Linked DNA regions of Gossypium hirsutum: all the other regions are linked to region 1. Evidence: chromatin contacts called from public Hi-C data. All regions are on one chromosome and are shown on one strand. Each heading gives the region's core, a stretch centred on a gene start, on an enhancer-like site or on the middle of the called end of the contact. The rest is flanking DNA. Distances are from core to core; before and after follow the strand shown. Region 1 holds the start of LOC107959924. Region 2 has its middle 10 kb from the start of LOC107957172. Region 3 holds the start of LOC121229168.

Region 1 (3,176 bases), core at 459-2,958:
TTGCATAGCCTCCTCAATAAAAGGGTTTTCTCCTTTCTTAAACCTTCCTCCAATTGTGCCATAAGTTAACCGGGGCTCAACAAATTTGAATTGATCTCGATGGCTAGCAAAAACCATAGGCTTTGGAATTCCCGAAAATGTTGAATTAGACTCGAGAAGAACAAACTGTGTAATGTAAGGGTACAACTCTTGCCACCGTATTGTTAGGATATCCACCTCATTGCTAAACAAAACTGCATCATAAACCCGTCTCGGAAATTCACGAATTCCCCAACCATGAAGTTTACAGAGCTTTTCCATCGATACATTCTCATGATAATAATGTGGGATATCATGGAAAGATTTCGGTGGCGATTCCCAGAGTGGTCGAAGGAAGTATGAAATCTTCTGCCCATGAGTATATATACCAAATATGCATGTCGGAACCAGCACAAACAGCAAAATACAAGTTCTCAAATCAATGCCACGCAGTATGCAGCGGATTCTCGACATGCTCAACCGGCTCAAATCCTATAACATCGAGAAGATATGATATTAATACTAATCAAATTTATTTGAGTATAAAAAGCAAAGGGGGATACGTTTTATAATTTGATTCTCTATTATCCCGATCCCCAACATAAAATTCTTGACTTCGCCCCTGCCGATAAACATCATGATTTGCAAGGGGAAGTTCAGAAAAGCAATGGAATACATGCAACTCATATTCGAAGTAATGCCCTATAAGATTCTATGAAAAGTAATAGCTTTCCAGACGTTCCTCCATGATTAAAAGTTACGAACCTAGATTCTTCATCTTTTCTAAAATACTCGTATTGACATTCATGCCGAATACATATACAGCTATTGACGGCACTCACCTCGAATCCGGATAAAATAGGTTAAAAGCAAACCAATTTTTTGATGTAAATACGGTTCACAAATTACTTATTCTTTAGCTTTTTAAAGATTTTCGGTTACTTAAACACAATTTCAGATCGATGATAAATCAACCATCAAACTCTCAAACCCTAAATTAAAAGGAAAGATTAAAAAAACATAATCCAAATCCCCAAAAAAGTTGAAATTAACAGCTAACAATTAGCAGCTAAATTGATTAATAATAATAATAATAATCTCAAAGGCATCAATTTCCCTAAAATTCCTACGAAAAGATTAACAGAAAAATCAAAAGGTAAAGGAAAAGAGATCAAAATATTGAAGTACCTGACCACAAACATCTCCATAGATATCATCAGATTTTTTAGGACAATGCCCTCCTCCTTCATTCATCATCCACCACATTTTTTCTAGAAATTTATAACTCCTTTTAGTAATAATTTTTTTAAAAAAAATATAATTGTAAGTCAGTGCTGAAGAACCCAGAAAGATCAACTTCCAGAAAATCTCGTTCGATCTTTAGCAACCTTGTTCCACTTACAACGGCTACCTATTAACTATAATCTCCCTTTTCACAAGGGAAAAAACACACACAGAAAAAGCCCCAAAATTTAGACAGTGAGAGACTCTTCTTATCAACTAATGAAAATCGATAAATGCAAAACATTAAAAAGAAACTGATGGGAAAAATAAGGTAGAAGGAGAAAATAAATTGAATCTTAAAAATAAATTTATAAGGAATAAAGAGCTGGTGCCTCTCTGTTAATCGGTGGCAATTTTAAATACTAAACCTAAAGAAAGAGCAAAAACAAATGGTTTAATTCTGCTCTAAGTCCCTGTACTCTATGCGTGTGTGAAATTTTTAGTATAGTTTTAATTCTAAAAATTTAGCCTCTTTATTTTTTTTTATTCGATAATTTTACTCCAATTGATAACACCATCAAAACACTTTCATTAGGTTTAGTTTAGTATTATTTTTCAAAAATGGCTTTGGATCAAAAAATATTTTTGAATAAAAGTTAAAATTTTTTGCTCCTAGTTTTAAGCAAAAAATCACTTTCCTAAGGCATTTTTTTTGTCTTAAAAGCACTTTTGTAAAGCTCAAAAAGTAACTTGTTTAGTAATTTTTTATCTCAAAAATATTTTTTTCCCCAAAAGTACTTATTAGAAACAATGTTAAGTTGACCCTAAATTAGTATCAGTTTAACATTGCTTTTAAGAAACATTTTTAAGATAAAATATTGCCAAACAATATGCTTTTGAACTTTTCAAAAGTATTTTTGAGACAAAAATGTTTTGCAAAAGTATTTTTTAGTCAAAAGTAGAAGCAAATAATTTTAACTTTTACTCAAAAATATTTTTTGGCCCAAAATCATTTTTGAAAAGTAATGCTAAATGACTAGTTTAGTATTGCTATTGAGAAGTATTTTTAAAGAATGTTTTGGGAAAGTGATTTTGAGAAATATTTGTGAAAAGTTTGGTTTAAGATTTAAATGTTTAGTATTGCTTTCAAAAAGTACTTTTGATAAATAAAATGTTCATTTAAGACATGGTGTTAAAAATTAAAAAATAAGCATTTAAATAATATTTAAATTAATTAATATTATGATATTTTAATAAGAATATAGAAAATAATTTATTATAATTTATTATATTTTAATATATAAAAAATAAATTTTAAATATTTTTTAAGCAATTAGCTAGAGAATAGGAAGTGCCATATGTTGGGGGTGAAATGATAATTAAGTTGCCAAAAATATTTTTGAAAGAGAAGAAGCTAAATAATTTGAACTACTTCATTCAAAAAAATGCTTTTAAAAAACCAAAAATTTCCATCAAAATTTGTTTGTTTAGAATTCTTTTGCTTCAAAAAAATGTTTTTCATGTCCAAATTACTTCTAAAAACCACTACAGATTATATAACAATTTTAAAATAAAATATTGCTCACATAAATCAATTTGAAATTACATAAAATTCATATGAGAAAAAAAGGTATGGAGTTTTATTTTGCTTTTATAAAACATTATATAAAAACCTTAAACTCTAGATTCATAATTGAAAATCCTACAACCCCATATTCAACATTTTCTTCTTCTTCTTTTTTGGCTTATTTGGTCTTGAGCACATGTAATGTGGGTCATGTGAGCACATTTCTTTTATTTTAAAATTACTACATGTATTCAGAGAGAGCAATAAAATCATCGATGGACTGGTAATAATGGTATTTTCAAGACTTTTAAATAGGTATAGCTATATGCAATCCCCGAATAAAATTTTTCAAAAATTACATGATGAT
Region 2 (3,176 bases), core at 431-2,930, 910 kb after region 1:
TTTTTCTTCATTAAATCGCCAATTCAAATAAGGCAAATAATTAAATTGCTTAAGTGACAGCATGCAGTAGCCACTCAACTTCAATTAGCACATCTTATCTCAACAGTACTTATTTATATAATTTGCACTATATGTTAACCAAATTATAACATATTGTCGTAAAATTTTATAACTAAATTCTTTTAACTTTATTTTTTAATGATGTGTTATCATTTGGTACATTGATGGTCCATAAGCGCCAAAGTCAAGTTTTTGGGCCCTCTTTTAATAGACGTTAAAAAAACGTTGGGTAGATTTAGCGAATGAAAAAGCTTCATTTGATATGTTGTGACCAATGAAAAAGTACCACTTGGCATTCCTTTATAAAATATATCATTTTTCTTTAATAAAATTTGTATAAATCATAAAAAATTATAAAAAATAAAAATAAAATAGAAAAATTTAGAAAATTATATACAATCTAAAATATATATGTCAATTATTAAAATTATAAAGATGGAAAGAAATAATATATATAAACAATCTAAAAAATATATGTGAAATCAGAAAATATATAAAATCTACTTATATACATATAAGTTATTAAAATAGAAAGAAAGTATAAAAAAAGTACATATAAACTCTAATTTATATATATAATAATTAAATATATAAAAATTTAGAAAAATATATAAAATCCAAATTACATAAAATTATAGATACAAGATGATGAATATGATGAAGATGGGTTAAAGCATTAAAAGGATACCTCAATGTAAGTTGTTCAAATTTGGAATTATGTAATCTTTTCACTTTAGTAGATTTGTCCATCTCTTGATCCGAAGGCTCGCACGAAAAATAAGAGAATTTGAATAAAAATATAGACTCGAAAAATGGGCTTGAACAAAAAGATAAGATCCGTTTAGAAAAAAGGTCGAGCCTCAGGTAAGACTTTTTTGACCCGATCCTTGCTTGGCCTAGCCCGAATTTGTAAAAAAAAGTTGTTTTCTTTTGTTGTTTTTTACTATTTTGTTGCTATTTTCTTGTTATTTTCTCACTATTTTGCTACAATTTCATTATTACGTTGTTACTATTTTACTGTTACTATTTGAATATTGTATAACTTTTATTTTATTGTTAATTTTGTTACTATTTTAGAGGCATTTGGTAGTTAAGTTGCATATATCTTAATGTTATTTAAATATACATATTTTTTTAAAAAAAATTTAGTTTGTTGGGAAACATTTATTTTAATATTTTTAGTATTTTTGATGTATTATAATTTTTTAAAAAATAGTATAAAAATTTAATACAGACAAACCAAATCAAGCTTAAATTTTAACATTTTTATCTGAATTGAATTTGGACAAAATTTTGTTGGGAAACATTAAAAAAAATTCTTTTACACATAATTAATAAAATTAAAATTAGTTCAAAAAAATTAAAAGCTGAGAATAATCAACACCCTAAACATCATCTGAATTTTGAAGCTTTGTCTTAATTTTATCAAGATGTATTCAATTAATAATTATTATTGATTGTTCCATGAGGAAAATAAATTAATTAATTTCAAGAACGCCTTAAACATGGTGTATAATTTATATTAGAGGAAATAGCAGAAATTCTACAAAAGGCGAAGCTACCATTGCACGTTTGCACAAGTCTAGAATGTGGACGACTTATTTTAGCACGAAGTTGCGGGTAAAACTACTCCCACTAATTCCGTCCATTCAACCATGACTTGGAAATTCGAATCCCTAGGCCATAGCTGGTGGGGGCTTACCTTCTACTATTTTTATTTTAGGCTAAATATAAGACACTCAATTTTTAGTAAATTATAAAAACTTTTTATTTTGAATATTAACATTATCATGCATTTCTGTTTTGGTTGTCCTTGAATAAATCATTAACAAAGATTCTGATGTCATCTTTGACTAATTGGTATTTATATTTAATCCTTTATATTTATACATTTTATTAAATTTGACACAGATATAATGAATCATTAACACACTAACCCAAGTATTATCTGTAGTTTTTATTTATTTTAAAGTTGTAGATAAAAGTTAAATTTTTTTTATGTTTCATATTTGAGTTTAATCACATATGTCTAGATTTTATTCTTAATTTAAATGTTATTATGTGTAAATATTCTTAATTTAAATTTTGTATCGATATCGCTTGTGACAGTTGAAATATCTCATTTTGGTTGTAAATTAGAACAAAAAATTCTAGTTACTATTTTGGTATAAATTCCTATCAATATCGGCGCATTTTAGTCCATTTCAACTTGTACTAGTGCATATTGACCCGTATCAATTTGTACAAGATTTTAATATTTTTATTGGTATATTTAAAAATAAAATATAACCATTTAAGTAATTTATTAAAAATAATTAATATTTTCATATAAATATATTTAAATGTATATAATTGAGATATAATTACCAGTGTATAATATATGAAAATATTTTTAAAAAATATTAATAAACTCAAAACAGTATACCAAAACATATTGATATTGATATATTTATTATTATATTTAAAATAAAATATAATCATTTATTTTCATATGAATATATTTACTTATATATATATTTTTAAAAATTATAGGTCAAAACTAATATATATATATAAATTTAAACTCAAAATAAAAGTGATTAGCAAAGACCCCTGTTGGTGATTAAACTAAACAATGTGATTTGAAATATTTATTTATTTAAAAAAGAAAGTGGGAGTGGTAATAGTTTATAGATTTGTGCACTTCTTTGAATTGGTATTTGGCTTTTCCATGAAGAAGAGATATTATATTTTTAAACAAGTATCCAAAGAAATTTGATAACTAATCAAATTGCTTTCTTACGAGTGGTATCATACTTCAAGTACTTCAACCTTTTACTACATATCTGGATCATATCTCCAAGACCCATTTATTGGGGAACCTTCAATGTTGAAACCAATATTCCTTGTTAAATGATTTAAACTTTTTATATTTGTTGTCCATACCTACGGTTTGTGGGTTTTTAATTTCTCAATAACTTTATTAACTTTATGCCTTTAATTATCCTAACAAGTACTAATGAAGTATAATAGTTTTTTTGTTATTCATACTAGTTTGATTTGAAAAAAAATTAAATTTAAATCCGTAATTATTAAGTTAAATTTGAGTTTAATAATACTTAGACTCGAATAGCTCA
Region 3 (3,176 bases), core at 478-2,977, 520 kb after region 1:
TTTTTGTCCCATAATCTTCTACTACTAGGATATATTTCATATTTGTGTTTTTATTTATACAAATGTTTTAAAAAAAAAAGAAGTTTATATGCTTTAAAGCAAGAAAAATGAGATATATATATATATAAAGCTGACATATCATTTATAAGTATATAAATATAATATTTCTTTATACGGTATCAATAAATTAATATAAAATTTTAAAAAGAATAAAATTTATATTTAGTACTCTGTGAGTTAATTATATGATGCAAGCACTCATCTAAATTTATTTTAAAGGATTTTTACTAAAAATCTGTCAGCCTACCCCAAAGAAATGTATGTACAAAATACAAGGTTGTCAATGTTGGCATAAGAGACTGAAGTCTCTGGTAATAAAAATAAATAAGTAGGGTCGTTTTACAATCCACTTTTGACTACTTCCTTGATATTGGTTCCTTCCGATTTTTAACGCTATTCCAATTGCTTTTTCAATTTTTTCACCCACTTTTGTGCGTCAAAAAGTTTATATTTTTCTAACAAAATAAAAAACAGTAACTTATGAATAATTATTTTTTTTAAGAAAAAATGGAAACGTTGCTTAGATAAAATTTGATATTTTTTAGGCATGGCAGTTTTTGTTAAAAGTGTAATTTTGAAGACACCTACCTCATGGCCGTTGCTGGTTGAATCTCTTCTAACACGTCGTCTTGGTTTCCTTCCAAATCTTCTTACAGAACTAGCCCTTAACATGTCTTGTTCCGTCGTTCTCCTGATGGGAATTGTTCCTTCCGGACATGTTTCACCTGACATTCTCCATAGCTGAACATGTTCTTCTTCTTCTTCTTCTACTTCCGCCGTCATCATCACCCCATCTCTTTCATAAATCCTAGGTCTCTCCGGTGGATCCTGCACATATTTCAACAATAGAAAAAAAAAACTGTTCAATTAGTATTTGTGGACCAATGGATGTTTTCCCTTTAATTGCAATAAATAACGACGATAAACACTGTAACATAACCATGTACTGTTAATATCGTGCAACTAAAATATTATTTAATTACCAATGGTCGTTGTCCTTTGAGTTGAGGAAGATCGAAGGCAGGCTGATGATGCGACAAAACACAATCTATAGTGTCACCATCAGGACACTGCAACACCAAAACCATAAACAAAAACATGTTGGAGATCTTGGAAACCAATGTCTGATAAAAGATAAAAAGAAAATTACTCAAGGCAAAAACTAGATTAAATTGCCTGAATTGTCTTTACTGCTGGCTTATTGATCTTGTTGAGACGTTGTCTTATGAATTTCAACTTTTGTAGCTCTTTATCCGGTCGGAAAGTTCGATTTCTCGCATGGAGATTATGGGGTTCCGATGAGTAAACGGGAGAAATTGAAGAAGAACAAACAAGAAGAAAAATTACAAAAGCATGAATGATTGGTGAGGTTTTACGAAAGTAAGAAGCCATGTTTAAACATGGGTTGAGTCTTCTTATTCTGTGATCGAAATGGGGGCATCTGATCCGACATAAGATCAACATTGTAAGAAAAGCTTTCTCGATTGCTTCTATCCTTCACACCATTTTTCGAAGCTCTCGAAAACATCCAAGAATGGCAGAAAATAATAAATAAAACAATACCCTATTCTTGTTATTCTCTTACAGATATTCTAATGTCTTGGTGTTGATGTCCCGACAGCTTGGCTTATTAAAAAAGAAAGCAGAGAAATGGGGTTTTCTCAAAGCTCTGCTTATGTGGGTGTGGTGATATAAATAGTGAGGGTGAGTTTAGCAAAGCTGGCAGAAAATCGAGAAAATAAAGTTTAGAAATGTATGTTTTAATGAAGAATAATAAAGTCACTTTGTGTGAAACAACAATTTTAAACGTCAAAGATTCCATTTTCTTATTTTGCTTTTGAAATTATGATTTCAACTACAAAAGTTGTTTTCATCGCGGTGCTTATTAATCTTTTTATTTTTTATTTTTTGATATTTTGGTTACGCAATAGTAACAAGCAATCATAACTATACAAATAAATCAAAAATTAAATTATTTTAATATAAATTAAAAAATAATCTAAATATTGTTATATGATTACACGAGTTATCTAAAACTTTAGTTATTATTATTTCCCTATTTGTGTTAAATTTATAGGAAAATATGGGTAATGGTCTGTGTTATTCTTTTACTGTAGTTTGTATGCATCGGAATAAATGTGAAATACAGTTGATCCTGGGTTTCCAAAGTTACTTTCTCACTTCCCAATATGTTCTTTGTGTCAGCTATATACTTTGTAACCATCAAGCTAAAAGCCTGCCCACTTTGAATTTCCTTTCACTATTTAGAGTTTAGCAAAACTTGGGAGTTATGGGGGACTAGATTTGTTAATTTGTATATTTGTTTTACATTTGTGTATGCTTTGTATTATAATTGCGATTAAAATATTTTGTATTTTGATCGTACAATCGTATCTTGTTGGGGGGTAGGAGTGAGCACATTTCCTGTCTGGTGGCGCATGCAGACACATCCATGCAAGTGCATTATTGCAGTCTCCATCAATTACATTTCATTACAGTTCTCCACTCACTCATGCATGTCTTTGTAGTGCTTATATTTTGGGGCTCAACTTTGATTTCTTTTGTTTATTGTGCTAATTGGTGGCCATGGGGTTGGTGTATTTTTCTCCTAGGTTGTCTTGTAACTTGGGTTGGACTTGTTTTAGGTCGATTTGAGTAGCTTGAATCAGCAAGAGGTATATTATAGACAAACTCACATCTATTACAAGATTTTATATTAACTTTTCATATAAATATTTTATTCATTTATTATTGGCTAAATGTTCAAAATAGGACTCAACCTTTTGCATTGTTCACGCGAAAGCTTTTTATTTACTTCAATTTAATTTGTAAAAAATCATGTAAATATTGACGTGTTTAAAATAAAATAAAATACTTAAATCATATATATAACTTGAAAAGAATATAATTTGAAACTTAATATACGATGTTTAAAAAACTTTTATTTCAACACTTTCGCGAAAAAATTTAACCCATATTTAATCATTTTGAAATAGTTTAATCTTTAACTGGTCTAATTTGAGCATTTACGATTACCCTTAATCATCCAAAGGGTTTTTTTTTTCTGCATATTCCAAATCTTCCATGTATCAATTTGTTTCGTAAAAAGCTCAACT

What was found. Hi-C and Micro-C count contacts between places; a contact is called where the count stands out from the background.
Region 2: a Hi-C map of leaf shows a contact between it and region 1, with 1.7 times the contacts expected there. The contact joins the enhancer-like site here to the promoter of LOC107959924 in region 1. A contact is called at or near these places in 2 of 34 Hi-C or Micro-C datasets (leaf and seedling).
Region 3: a contact with region 1 is called in a Hi-C map of leaf, with 1.7 times the contacts expected there. The contact joins the promoter of LOC121229168 here to the promoter of LOC107959924 in region 1. A contact is called at or near these places in 3 of 34 Hi-C or Micro-C datasets (all in leaf).

The regions. Positions count from the first base shown.
Region 1 is chrA05:52,729,809-52,732,984 of Gossypium_hirsutum_v2.1, forward strand. LOC107959924 reads right to left here and starts at 1,709. Exons shown (of 2, transcript XM_016896097.2): 1 at 1,207-1,709; 2 at 1-510. The coding sequence starts at 1,284.
Region 2 is chrA05:53,637,636-53,640,811 of Gossypium_hirsutum_v2.1, forward strand. No RefSeq gene overlaps it. Among protein-coding and RNA genes, the nearest start is that of LOC107957172, 10 kb to the right of the region's middle. Within about 2 kb of position 1,681, at least 3 of the 9 cell types and tissues checked have an H3K27ac peak or open chromatin away from gene starts, as enhancers often do. A contact at or near this core is called in leaf, where this site is marked.
Region 3 is chrA05:53,251,521-53,254,696 of Gossypium_hirsutum_v2.1, forward strand. LOC121229168 reads right to left here and starts at 1,728. Exons shown (of 7, transcript XM_041112601.1): 1 at 1,237-1,728; 2 at 1,044-1,130; 3 at 649-888. The coding sequence starts at 1,524.